Regions from separate parts of the Sus scrofa genome. Here region 1 is linked to region 2. A link is a contact called in public HiChIP or PLAC-seq data. All regions are on one chromosome and are shown on one strand. Each heading gives the region's core, a stretch centred on a gene start, on an enhancer-like site or on the middle of the called end of the contact. The rest is flanking DNA. Distances are from core to core; before and after follow the strand shown. Region 1 holds the start of CRY2 (cryptochrome-2). Region 2 holds the start of PHF21A (PHD finger protein 21A).

The links. HiChIP or PLAC-seq counts read pairs in DNA pulled down with a chosen protein or histone mark.
Region 1: an H3K27ac HiChIP or PLAC-seq map of alveolar macrophages shows a contact between it and region 2. The contact joins the promoter of CRY2 here to the promoter of PHF21A in region 2. A contact is called at or near these places in 2 of 47 Hi-C or Micro-C datasets (heart right ventricle and skeletal muscle) and 1 of 2 datasets of contacts at active chromatin or transcription factors (alveolar macrophages).

Annotation. Positions count from the first base shown.
Region 1 is chr2:16,615,208-16,622,133 of Sscrofa11.1, reverse strand. CRY2 (cryptochrome-2) reads left to right here and starts at 1,754. Exons shown (of 12, transcript XM_021083144.1): 1 at 1,754-2,030. The coding sequence starts at 1,813.
Region 2 is chr2:16,338,227-16,345,348 of Sscrofa11.1, reverse strand. PHF21A (PHD finger protein 21A) reads right to left here and starts at 3,385. Exons shown (of 18, transcript XM_021083139.1): 1 at 3,086-3,385.

The DNA.
Region 1 (6,926 bases), core at 505-3,004, 280 kb before region 2:
AGAAGCAGTTCCCTGGTGGCTGAGCGGGTAAGATCTGGCGTCACTGGTGTGGCTCTGGTTATTGCTGTGGCGTGGGTTTGACCCCTGGCCTGGGAACTTCCGTATAAACAAAAATAATTTTAAGAAATTAAGAAGCACAGAATGAGATGGGGCACTATGAAGGCTGGGAGCAGACAGCAAGTGACATCTACACTGAGCAGTGACATAGGACAAACTGAAGTTAGAAGGTGTGTGGGGGGGGTGTTCAGGGTGTGATCCAGGTTGGAGGGAACAGTTTGTGCAAAGCCCTGGCAATGAGAGCGCCTAGGATTGTAACAACACTGTGGTTTAGACAGTTGTGCCAATTAGTGCCACTCACTTGCGGATTAAATTGCTAACTTCCTTCATTGCTCATTCCCAAATTCAGGAAGGGTGCCACCTAGAGCCAAATTGAGACGGCCTCTCCATTTGATAATGCCAAAGCTCCAGGCTAGCTTAGCCCACCATCAACACATCAGTGGGGGTGTTTACAGGCTTCTCCTATCATTCACTCATTCAGTCAATCAGCAAGCCCTGTGCTCGACTCCAGAAGAGGGCTCCACCTGGCTCTCTTGGGGACGCGTGGGGAATATCCTCCACATCTCTGAACCCCACACAGACTCCAGTTCAGTCCTTTACACTCAGAGTTACCCCTAAGTCTATGACAGAACTAAAAGAAAAATTCATGTGATGGCTTTTTTTTTTCCCTCTTGCTTTTTAGAGCATATCTGCAGAGTTTGGAGGTTCCCAGGCTAGGAGCTGAATCGGATCTACTGCTAGCCACAGCAACTCAGGATCTGAGCCGCGTCTGCAGCCTACATCACAGTTCACAGCAACACCAGATCTTAACCCACTGAGCAAGCCCAGGGATCAAACCCTCATCCTCTTGGATACTAGTCGGGTTCATTACCGCTGAGCCACAAACTGGGAATTCCAATGATGACCTAATTACAATCTCAACCCACATTCTCCACAATTCCAGTCCCTAATCCCAACCCCTCTACTGCAGCACATCAGGGCCCACACTTTGGACTCTACTACTTGTAAATGCCAAGTTGCTCAACGCTGACAGAGGTGTAGTATTGTGGATAAAAGCAGAAACTTCAGATTCTGAATAATCCTGGTAGAAGTATTAGCTGTATGATATTGAGCATGTTACTCAACCTGCAGCAGCCTCGGTTTTCTTTGTCGGTAAAATGAAAACAGCTCTTTCACTAGGGTTTGTTGAAAGAATGCAACTCGTCTGAGTTTACAGCAGTAAAGGAGACAGCAGCGTAAGGGTATTATCACGTTGGTTGGCATCTAATGGAAGCTGTATTAGAATGCTGTAATGATGTATGTATAGAGTGTGGTAGATGATTATATTGATGACGAAGATGATGTAGGACAGCCGGTGGTCTGTCCTTTTAAGTCATTTGCTGGAGTCACAGCAACCCTCGCCAGCCCACACAGCTTCCAGCGCCAGGCCCTAAAAAAGGAAGCTGAGCTCCGCCGTTCCTCGGACTTGGTCCACGCCCAGACCTCCTTGGGGACCGCCAGCCTGCGTCACTAGCCCAGCCCTCCGGCTCCTCCCGGCAGGGCCCACACATGGTGGGAACGTGAGGAGGCGGGGCCAGACATGGTGCCTCTAACCAATCGCCCGGCAGGAGGCGCCCAGCCAATAGCAGAGGCGCTCCAGGGCCTGAGGGCGGGGCTCCAAAGAGTAGCGGCGCGTCATAGGTCACTGGGCCAGCTGGGGGCCGGGCTCGCGGCGCCGACGGGGGCGGAGCGGCCGCAGTCAGAGCAGTCCAGGCAATGATGGCGGCGGCTGTGGCGACCGCTGCGGCGTCCTCCCCGGCTCCCGCTGCCGGCGCGGAAGGCGCCTCTTCGGTGCACTGGTTCCGCAAGGGGCTGCGGCTCCACGACAACCCGGCGCTGCTGGCGGCGGTTCGCGGGGCGCACTGCGTGCGCTGTGTTTACATCCTCGACCCTTGGTTCGCGGCCTCCTCTTCAGTCGGGATCAACCGGTGGAGGTGAGGGGGCCCCGGGCGGGTTTGCGGGTCCGGGGAGCGCAGTCTAGCCTCTGAGGCACGTACCCTAAGAGGGGGGAGGCTCTGGCCCCAGTCCCCTCTGCTGAAAGCCCCCGACCTGAAAGAGATGGGGCAGGGAGGCGCAGCTGAGTCTCCAGTGGGGAGAAGCCGCGACGTGGGTAGCAATTAGTCCCATAGTTAGGGCTTGGGTGGGCCAGGGCTCAACCTCTGGCACGGCGCGTTCTCACTGTGTTATCCCTTTTGGTCCTCACGACGTCCCCGTGAAACAAAAATCATGATCCTCATTGTACCGATGAGACTCTGGAGTCTTAGAGATACAAAGTTGACCTGCCCAAGGACTTGCAGCCGGCGAGTGGCAGAACAGGGACTCCTGGTCTAGGGTTCTTAGGGTTGTGCTCAGGGAGGGGAGGACGGGAGCTATTGCGGTATGAGGGCCGGGACAGGTTTCTGAAATAGCACGGCAGACACCTGCATTCTTCAAGAGCGCTCCTGAAGGTCGTCTTAAGCTTAAGCCTCTGGTTTGTGTGAATTCATTTTTTCACCTATCCTGTCTTCCTTCCACCAAGATCATCCAGTCTCTGGAGGTGTCTAGAGACTCTGACTTAGCATTAGGTAGGGCAGGTGCCTTTGCTCCTTTATTGTAAATAAAAGAACATGCTCTCAAGGGCACGTTCATTGAGAGGCACTCTGTGTCCTGGGCTAGAGAGCAGACAGCAGTACTTAACCTATTTTGGAGAATTCCCTCAGCAGCTATGGGCTTGCTAAGGAAAAAAGCAGGAGGGGGGAGGAAGAAGAAAAAGAAACAAAGAGTCCCTTACTTCCTCCTCTTCTCTTGAGATTGATTTTAAAGGACAGTTGAGCCTGTAGATTAGACTCTTGTCAGCTGATGTGCTAAGATTTGGGAGCAGGCAAGCTGTGATACCAAGGGGCCCTCTTTGATGACTCCCAGGATCATGGGAAAAGTTTAACAGGTAGTTGATGTGTTTTCTCCATAACCAGTGTTTAAAACAAAGGTGTTCTGAGACATTGTGTACCCGTCTCTCTTTAACAAGTCTGGCAGTCGTCCTCTAGTTTGTTTGCATTGTTCTGGAGGTGTTTGCTTGTGGCCTTGTTGCACTGAGGGGCAGAGTTATTCCCAGGATACGCTGGCTCCCCATTCTTTCCTCTCCAAGGTGTGTGCCCTGCTAGGAGAGTGAGTGCTTCTAGCAGTGGGTCTATTAAATGCCCCCCTCCTGCCCCATTTATATGGAGGGAACAGCTAAAGATAGTTCTGTGGAGAGCCTGCCCACACAGTTTTCAGTCTGCTCTATTACTCGGCCCTTGCTCCAGTTTCTCTAGATAGGAGGTTGGGCTGACAAACATCCTCAAATGACCAGCCATCCCTAGTGTGGACTTAGCTTGGACTAAGCCTCAGACTTTGCCCCTCTCCTGATGGCAGTGTGCCAGTCAGAGCAGAGTAATTAGACTCCAGACTACTTGTTTGTTACATTGTCAAGGAGTTTCTTCTTTTATGGGATTTGAGGAATGTGGCATAAAATTGCCTGTTCCTTTGCAGTAGTGGAGATTAAAAATCAACAACAGGTGGTCCCATTGTGGCTCGGTGGTTAAGGATCCCTGGCTTCGCTCAGTGGGTTGAGGATCCAGCATTGCCGTCAGCTGTGGTGTAGGTCACAGATGCGGCTCGGATCTGGCATTGCTGTGGCTATGGCTTAGGCTGGCAGTTACAGCTCCTATTTGACCCCTAGCCTGGGAACCTCCAAATGCCGCAAGCGTGGCCCTAAAAAGACAAAAAAAAAAAAACCAACAACAAAACCTCTGTTGCTTATTAAACTCAGATTCTCTAGAAACTAGGTATTTAGAGATTTTTGTGGGTCACCCTTTTGTAATTGTGCTGTTGAGTGAGTAAAAGAAAAAGAATGTGGCAGCTCAGATGCCTATATCAAATCCTGAAGTCAGAGGCTGTGTAGGAATGCAGATGTTAATTGAGCGTTTAATGAGCACCTAATATCTGCCAGGCACTACTCTAGGGGCTGCTAGGAGCACAGCAGGGAACAAGCAGATGTGTCCAGAGCTCCTGGAGCTTACATTTTCATGTAGGAAGACAAGCAAACAGCTATAACTTGGTAGAACTAAGTGCTGTGAAATAAATAAAATCGGGGACAGACTGTAGCAATGGGTGTCAACCTTGCCACGCGTGAGAATCATTTAAGTATCTTTAAAAGATGGCTGGGCCCACTTCTCTCCCAATTCTGATTTCATTGACTTGGGTACTAGGGTCTTTAAAGCTGTCATGTGCAGCAAAGCCAGAGAAGTGGACCACAGAGTCCGGCAACTTGGGATATGTGTTGCAGTGCATTGGCAGGAAGTCTGATTGGTTTTGGTATCAGAAGAAAGAGGTGAAATAACACAAAGCAGATTGAATACAATAAATGCTCCTGGGCCTGGGCACAGACACACACCTACCACCGCCTCTATACTCTTTGCTCTCAGAATCAGAGTGAGGGCATACCTGCAGACTGTTTATTTTTAGAGCTGCACCCTAGGCATATGGAGGTTCCCAGACTAGGGGTCGAATTGGAGCTGTTGCTACCAGCCTACGCCACAGCCACAGCAACGCCAGATCCTTAACCCACTGATCGAGGCCGGGGATCAAACCCACAACCTCATGATTCCTAGTTGTATTCATTTCTGCTGCACCACGATGGGAGCTCCTCCAGATTTGCAGACTGTTTAATGCACTCGGTTGGGGGTTGGTAGGAGTGATGGAGCCAGCTCTACCTCTGGGTTAACTACGATATGTGCAGTCTTCCTGTTTCTGGATCTGGAAGTGATCTAGGAGAATTGTGCTGCAGCGTAACGTCCTAGCTCTGCAAATACTTCAGTTGCTGCCTCTGAGAAGCCTCCCTCAGAAGAGTGGGCCCTGGGCCATCTGGAAGGGTGGGGGGAATCAGAATCTGTATCTCTGTTATCCTCCTCATTTCCTGTACTGACTCCCACACAGCGTTTTTCAGCAGATGAATCAGATTAAAATAACCATGAATGGCACTTTCTAAGAGTAAAAGTGGACAGAGAAAGGCGACCAAGAATATGTATGTGTATTAGCATAGGAGAAGGGCTAGCATACTCCTTGCGTTGGTGGTAGTGGGAACTTTATAAGCTAATCGTAGTGATAGGAACCTCAGGACTTTTTTTGGTCAAGTGCTAGTTAGCTAATCCCTTTGCCATTTTCCCCAGCTCTACCCTCCCAAAATTTACTGCATCTGAAAGGAAGTATTGCAGTGAGAACAAAAAAATGGAAAAGAGGGGAGGGGGTTTCGAGCTACTTCTAGATTTAAAAAGGGCTACCCAAAATAATCCCTTGCAGTTTTTCATTACCTTTCTCTCCCTGCTGCAACCTAGATATTGTCGGCAACGATTCACTTCGCCCTTTTCTCCCTAGCTCTGGGCTGCACCCGTGTTCAGGAGCTTCTGGGACAGAGGGAGTTGGTAGAAAGAACGTATCAGCCCAGATCTCTCAGGATTAATAAGTAAGGTGACCTGGGGACTCCCCATGACGCCTGGTGAGAAGAAGTGTGTCTCTCCTCCCAGCGCTGGGAGCTAAACACTGTTGGGCTGTTCTTGCTGAAACTCGGTCACCACGAAGCGGGTTGAGAGCTATGGTCTTCTGGCAGGGAGGTTTAAGTGAGCTGTTCACACGGCCGCCCGAGTGAGTCACTGTATTGTTCTGCTGCTGAGAGAAGGTTTCCGTTTTCAAAAGGGACAAAAACTTGCCTCTTCATCTTTCTCCATGAAATTAGAAAAGATTAAATATATTTTTATCCAAGTGATACTTAAGGATCATTCCCTGCTATGGAGTATGGGTTTGGGTTATCCTTTTAAAGGGGCTTAAGCTCCTTAATTACTTAGAAGAAATTAATTTCTATTAATATCCTATGTAGCCAGTCTGGCCGGCCAATGATATCATCATTACGGTTAAATAACCTTGGCTTGAAGCAGAGAAACTTGGTCAAGGGCAATCTAGACCCCAAAAAAAGAGTTCATTTTTCCTCCTCCTCTTAATAACAGATAAACAAAACATTTCTCAACACAATCTGCCATCTCTAGAGAAGCTCTCCCCTAGAGATCTGTCTGTGCTATTTTAAAGGGCTAGCTCCTTGGAGTCCCTGAATTACAGAGTCCTTTCAGTATTTTTGGAAATCTCAATTTGGTTTCCTCCTGTCCTGTCTGCTTCTGGCTCCGGAGCACTTACGTAATGCAGCTCAGCTGCACATGTTGTCTAATCCAGAGGGTGAGCTTTAGCTGCTCACACAGGACCGTGTGCTCTGAATTTTGGCCATGTGAGCTCTGCTCCAAGCTGCCAAGGATGAGCTGCCTGCCCAAACACTGCTACCTCCAATGCCCAGGCCAGTTTTCTCTTGAGTTCCCCCTCATTGAATAGAGAGAAACTGGCCATGTGAAGGGGAGGGCTCTAGGGGAGCACAAAGGCCCAAGGTTTTCTCTGGTGAAAGAATGCACCCACTGGCCCCACTGAGCTTTTGCCCAGTAGCAGCGCTGCTCTGCTGCTCTGTGTTCCTTGCTGCTCCGTGTTCCTTCAGTGTTTTACAAAGCATCCCTTGGCAGGCCTCACAGGTAGTGCCCTAGCAGTGGCTGCCCTTTTGCTAACTGGCTGGGACTCCTGGGGGCCATCCTGAGGCCTCTCTTCCTGGAGAAGCCCTGCAGGCTTGACTCAGGAGGGAAGCTGGAAGTTAACAGAGCATTCATTGCTAGAGGGCTAAAGAGGAGGCAGAAATCAGGATCTCAGAAGAAGTTTAGAAAAAACAAATTAGGAGTTCCCGTGGTGGCGCAGTGGTTAACGAATCCGACTAGGAACCATGAGGT
Region 2 (7,122 bases), core at 2,136-4,635:
CCGGGGGGGGTGGGGGGTGAGAGAGCCCCGGCGACCATCCCTGGGCCAAGGGAGAGCCCAAGGGGGCGGACGAAGCTCCGCGCCCCCCGCCCCTGCCGTAGGCCCCCTCCCCGGCCCCCCGCCGGGACAATGTGACGCCCCCTCCCCGCCACCCCCGGCGCGCCGCCTCTGTCACCCGCTCCGGCCCAGCACTCAGCGCCCAGGCTCCCGAGGCTGCTCGTAAACTTACTTCCAATTTATCCTGGGGAGGGGTGGAGGGCAGAGGGGAAGAAGGGGGAGGCAAGGTTTTTCCATTGTCTTTTTTTTAGGGGGGGAGGAATAGGAAGGGCACGCAGGGGGGCGCCCCGAAGGGGAAGTTATAGCTCAAATCTCAAGTTGACTGAGGGGTCCTGCCGAGAACACCCCCCTTTCCCTTCTCCCTCCCACACACCCCTCCCCTCCCCCTACCTCCCCCCCCACAACAAACTCCAAGCAGGCAGCCCCAGTTCCTCCCAGAGACAAACACCAGAGACAAGACAGAGAGAGAGAGAGAGAGAGGGAGAGAGAGAGGGAGAGAGAGGGAGAGGGGGAGAGGGAGAAGGGGGAGGGAGGGGAAATAGAGCTACTCCAGAAAAAAAAAGAGAGAGAGGAGAGTGAGGAGAAGAGAGAATGGAAAAGCTGGGATACTGCACCCTCCTGCTGCTGGCTGGCTGTCCCCCCTGGCAGCTGGAGGCAGGAACTCTGAGCAGGAGAAGCAGGAGGAGGAGGAGGAGGGAACTCTTCTTCATGGGGAGGGAGGGAAGAAGCTGGAGCTGCTGCTGCTGCTTCTGCTGCTGCTCTGGGCCTCTCGCACTTTTTAGATATTAGTGTGTTAAGATGGTAGGTTGTTCCCTTCTCCCTCCTCCTCCTCCTCTCCTCTCTCTTCTCTCTCTCTCCCTCTCTCTCTCTCTCTCTCACTCTCTCTCCCTCTCTCTGGGCTGTTTCTTTCCTCCTCTTCCCCAGGCAAGGGGGGGTGGGGAGGAGGGGGTGGGGGGAGGAACTGGATCCTCCTCCTCCTCCAGGAGAGACACACACAGGCCCCGGGCCGGAATGGGGTGGAGGGGAGAAATCAGAGCAGCAGGAGAGAAACTGTGGGAGACAAACAAGCCCAACTCTTCATCCTCCTCCTCCTCCTCTCAGCAGCAGCAGCGAGCACCACCAGCCCATTCACCACCCGGCCCCGGACCGCAGCACCTCCGCCGCCTCAGCCCGGGGATCCCTCCGCCCAGGCCCAGACACACTCGCCCGCGCGGGAGCCCGCCGCGCGGCCCCGCCGGCCCGCCGCCGCCGCCGCCGTGCGCGCCCCCGCCGCTCCCGAGAGCCGGGCGAGAGGGACTGGGGCTGGGAAAGCGGGGACGAGGGCGGGGGGAGAGGAGGCGCCCGGGTAGAGGGGCACAGCGGGGAGGGAGGGGGCCGCCGGGCGGAGTTGTACGGCGGCCGGCCCGGACCCCCGCGCCTCAGCCCGCGGCTTCGGGAGGCACGGGCCCCCACCGGGGGCGACGGGGCGGCGGCGGGGGGGGCGGCGGGGGCCCGCGGCGGCGCTCGGGCGGGCGGACTACTTGACGTGTCGGTGCGGCGAATTTATTTCACTTTGCCTAAGGAACGGGGTGTGCTGCGGCCCCCATTGCCTAGGGAAAAAACCCGGATGTAAAGTGAGTGAAACTAAACTAGAGTGAAGTAGGGCAGCAGCAGCCAAACTCCAGTGCAGCGGCGGCGGCGGTGATGGGGCTGAGCACGGAGCGGCGGCGGCCAAACTCCTTTGCCGCCGCAATGATGAGCCCGTGCAGCGCTGCAGCTCGGCACCCATATAGCTGCAGCTGAGGCGAGGCCGGAGCCTGCTGCGGCCCCCCCAACTCCGCGGCCCGAGCCCAACTCCCCCTCCCGCCGGCGAGAGCTGCAAAGGGGCTCCGGAGCGGCCCCAACTCCCTCCAGTGCAACAGCAGTTTGAAGGGGGGAAATAAAGCCGCGAGGGCAGGGACGGAGAGAAACGATGGGGAAGCACTGCAATGGGGGAGCGTGGTCCAGGCAACAGGAGAAAGATGCAACCTCAAGTCAAATGCAACATGCAATCCCGGCCGCCGCTCGCCCGCTCCCTCCCCTCGCCACCCCGCCCCCTTTCCAAATAACTACCCTTGAACCACTTTATTAGCAGTACTTAGTCCCACACTCGCTTCGGGGAGGGGCAGGAGATGGGGTCCTTCGCTCACCTTTATTTATTGCTGCTTTCTCCCCCCTCTCCATGTTTTTTATTCCTAAGTTCTTTTGTTCTAAGGGGGATGATGGCATTTACTTTTCTGCTTTGTGTAGCAGGGCAATCACTGGGAATCGGCCACGTATAATCCGGCGGTTTGTCATATTTTATTAGTGAAAGTATTTTATGCCTATTCTACCTCCAAGGACTGTAACATGGAGAACTGCAGGGAGGAAAAAAAAAAACATCAGAAGAATTCTTGTTTTGAGAGATTTCTTGGCGGGGCGGGGGAGGGTGGTTGGTTTTGTTTTTTGTTTTTGTTTTTTTTTTCTTTTTGGAGGGGGTGTATTTAGATTTTTAAATCGATAGTTTTCAACTTAAAAGCTGAATGTTTTTGTATGGATATACTACTAGATTCTAGAATAACCCCAAACCACTATAACGGGGGGAAAAAGTCCAAAATCTTAGATTTAAAAAAATATATATCCCTACTGGACAGTGATATTATCTGTTCTGTGCAGCACGCTGGACTTAATAACGTAGCGTTGGCCTTCGAATGTTAAATAACAATGAGCCCCAACCTCAACTGAATACAAATGGGGGGTGGGGGTGGTTTTGTTTTTAAGGCTCAGCACTTTTGTAGCATCTGCCACTACGCATTTTCCAGGCATTGATTAGCCATGCAACTCCCATAGGCATGAAGTCCAGGTTTTGCAGATAAAGAGCAACAGTGGTGAGATGATTTGCCCAAAGTGAGTCATTGACAGAACCAGAAATAGTCGTGGACTCTATTTGTTACTAGTCACATCTTTTCTATTAAATAGGATTTCCTCCAAGAAATAAACAGTGTTTAAAAATAAATAGACTGTTCTTTACCTTGTTATGTATTTCCACCAGAGGTGCTTTGAGATCCTTGGCCATGCAGGCATTTTCTTCTGTGACCTGCAAGATTAAGTTTTGTTTCTCAAAAAAAAAAAAAAAAAAAAAAGCAATTTAAAAAAAATTCTGATTTCTTAAAGCTAAAAAAAAAAAATCAAAATATGGGCTTCATTTTACACATGTAAGCCATTTAGTACTCTAAGCTTTACGTTAAAAAAAAAATTAACAGCAGAAAAAGTGTGTAAAAGTTCGAGACTGAAAATGAAAATCCCTATAAATGATTCAGGAAGTCTGAATGAACTCACAGTGTTGTGAAACTAAACCCATAACGCAGTCAGTATGAATAACCAAAGGACTGGTTGGGTAGTGACACAGCTTTACCATCTAGAGATAACTCTAATGTATCTAAAAGATGAGTGAAGGCAGGGCCTTTCAAGCAGGACCCACTAAGCACTGGACCATAATCTAATGGTGTCATTTCAAATCAGCCCAGGCTGTCAAATTTTTTCCAGAGCCAAGACTGCTTTAGTGTTCTTTCTGGGAAAAAAAAAAAAAGTTTAAACTGTTACAGAATTTCATAGAAAAAATTAAGAAACCCAAATTATGCCAGAGAGTGTCAATGTTATTGAACAAGGGTCAGCAAACTTTTTTCTGTAAATGCTCAGATAGTAAATATCTTAGACTTTGCAGACCATAGACTCTCTGTGACAATTTCTCAACTCTATGCAGTTGTAACCCAAAAGCAGCCATAGAAAATAGGTACACAAATGAGCCTAGATGTGTTCTAATAAAGCCTTTAATTATGGGCTCTGACATTTGAATTTCATATATTTTTCATATGTCAGAAAAACTCTTTTTTCATCCTTAAAAAAAAAATGTTAAAACATTCTTAGCTCATGGGCCTCAAAAAACCAGGAAATGTGCTGGGCAGTCATTTACCAACCCAGGTTTTAAAGACTAAAGCCCCTGAATTTCTTCTACCAGAAGTTGCTTGGTTGTTAAGAAGTTTGAATAGCAATCAAAAATCAGTGTCATGCAAAACCATGTTTTAGATATTGACATTTAATCAAAATATTTTAACTGAATAATTGTCTAACAAACTCTATGAAATAACTATCAAACTCTACAAAAAGGAATTCTCTAGCTTGTGATTCATTGATAGACCACGTTTCCATTTATATACTCTTCCTCACTCTAAGATGGTGAAGAGGATTGGACACCAGTGGCCCTGGATTCCTAGACTTAAGAAGTATCACTCCTTTTCAACTAAGCCACCTTAGGCAAATGACTTAATCTTTCAGAGCCTCAGTTTTTCTGTCTGTAAAAAGCAGCTGTTGATACCCGTTTTATGGGACTGTCGAGAAGACAATGAAATAATTCATGAAAAGTGCATAGCACAGTGCCTGGCACATGGGACCACATAACACATCTTTTCCTGTGCCTTCAAATTCACTTTCTGAGTTAATGGAACTCTGGTGAGTGTAAACACATAGAATCCCAATAGCTTGTCAGTCCAGGTGCAGTATATGGCGTCTGAGGAGGCTCAGGGTGACTCAAGGTTGTGATATATTTTGATGAGTCTTTCTCAAGCTCTAAGTCTGTATGTACCTGACATGGGGCACTCAGTGGACACTAGCTGAGTGACCTTAGATAAACAGTTAGGGCTTCTGAACCCTGCTGTTCCTCATACATAAAATAAAGATACTATCTTGTGGACTTTTGAATGGGCTAATAGTCATGAATGCTAAAGGGAAAAAAAAGATAATTAGTATAATTAGTGACGATCCCAGAAATAAGCCGAAAATTGAAAGTTTACCATCAGAAACTCCTTTGAGGTAAATCATTCAACTTTCAGAATAGCAAGTACACAGTGACTTTAGAGTTTGCTCCCCTACCACCTAGTTACTCTCCAAAAACAATTTAATAGTCCTCAAAACCTGGTTGAGCAAAGATAAAACTCAAATTTTGAATTTTGTTAAATATTGGAGTAGTTTTTAATTTTTATATAAGCAGTCAAATCTGTCAGTGTTTGCTTATATATTCCTTCTGTTCTCTTTCCTGCCTTCTGTTCCATGCTTCAAGAGGTCATCCAAAGTCCAAGATTAGAAAAATACCTACAGTTTTCTTCTTGTATTTTTAGTCTCTATTTTTTATATTTAATATTTATTTATATTGATGTGTATATACATATATGTGTGTGTATGTGTGTGTGTAGATTAGGAGATAGGAATCCAAACAACTTTTGCTAGGCAGAAAATAATTAACACTGGGCTCTTATTGGAGAATATAAAATGTCATTCAAAATGATCAAAAGCTCGCTCCCCATAAGGACTATCAGTCTGATGCAGAGATACTGTAAATATAGGGAAAATATAACAGAGGCACTGTATATTATTGTATCATAAGGAAGCATTATATATTAGAGAATAAAGTTTCTTCTACATTTTCTTATTTTACAGTTTTGTAGTAACATAGCATACACCATACCTTAGATATTAAGGGCTTTTGTACTTGTATTTGTGTATGATTGTCTCTAATATTGGGGAATTTGACAGTATTTCAAATAGGCAATGAACCCTTCCCCCCAAGGACTTCTTGAACAGCTTTCTCATCCACTCGTTTTCCATCCTTCACTCAACCACTATCGTTTTTTCTACTGCCGGCTGAAAAGTAACCCCATTGTCTCTTAAAAGGTCACTCTAAAGATTTGAACACTGTCTGAAAACCTTACGGTCCTACCTCTTCATTGAAGCAGGGAGGTAACTATTGGAGTTCATCAAGTCTTCTTTTTCAGTTATTTTGGGCTGGAATAAATGAAAAGCTGGCTTGTGCCAACAAAATACTTAAATAAGTAGAGGAGACCTATCAATGTGATTTATAAAGAATTATGACAGAGAATCCCCAAGGACTAGCAGAAGTTGAATGTTATGTTCTTTCTCCCCTCTGTCTCAATGGTTTCTGATCTTTTAAAAATCTTCTCTTTAACTGTCCTGTGTGTGCCCGTATGGTAAGCTGAAATCATAATTGGAAATGGGTGAGATGTCACTGGTAAATAAATAAATGTTGGTGGAGAAGCAGTCAACCCTCTAGAGAATACCTGCAATTTCATTACTTTGCCATAATCTCCAAGGTCAGTTTGATCCTAAGAAACTTCAGGTGTATGTGTTTAGTAGCATGGACTAGACCAGGGCTCCTCCACTTGTACTATTGACATTTGGGGCAGATAACATTTTGTTGGGGGGGGGGCATTGAAGGATATTTAGCAAAGCCCCTGGTCTCTACACACTAGATGCCAGTAACACCTCCCCCATAGTTGTGACAACTAAAAATATTTCCAGACATTTCCAAAAGTCCTCTGTGTGTGTACTGGGGCAGGGGCGGATTTCAGGTGGTGAAGGTTGAGAACCAGTGAACTAAACACCACAGATAGATGTAGGTGTGTATTTGTGGGTGTGTGACTCTATTCTCCATAGAAGCAGATCCCAATTCCCTACCCCAGAAGTAACTGAGGTGGATCAGGAGACCTAGGCTGGATCTGGTGTTAAAAACTAAAGTGGGAGTTATGACATAGCGGAAATGAATCCTACTAGGAACCACGAGGTTTCGGGTTTGATCCCTGGCCTCACTCAGTGGGTTAAGGATCCAGCGTCTCCGTGAGCTGTGGTATAGGTTGCAGACACGGTTTGGATCCCCTATTGCTGTGGCTGTGGTGGAGGCGGGCAGGAACAACTCCGATTAGACCCCTAGCCTGGGAACCCCCATATGCCTTGGGTGCAGCCCTAAAAAGACAAAAAAACAAAAAAACGAAAAAAAAAAAAAACTAAAGTGATTACAATTAGAGCTGCAGAAATGTCTGCCTTAAAGCTGCTGAGCTGCTAGAAGTATCACAAGGAGATCCTCCAAGACTGGGGATGTGGAAAGAATTTTATCATCTTGTTATTTGCACCTTTAGTTTATCTGTTATCAACATAAATAAATTGTATTGTGGGCCTTGAGCTAGGACGTTATCTAGTGGAAAGCATTCCCAGATTGAG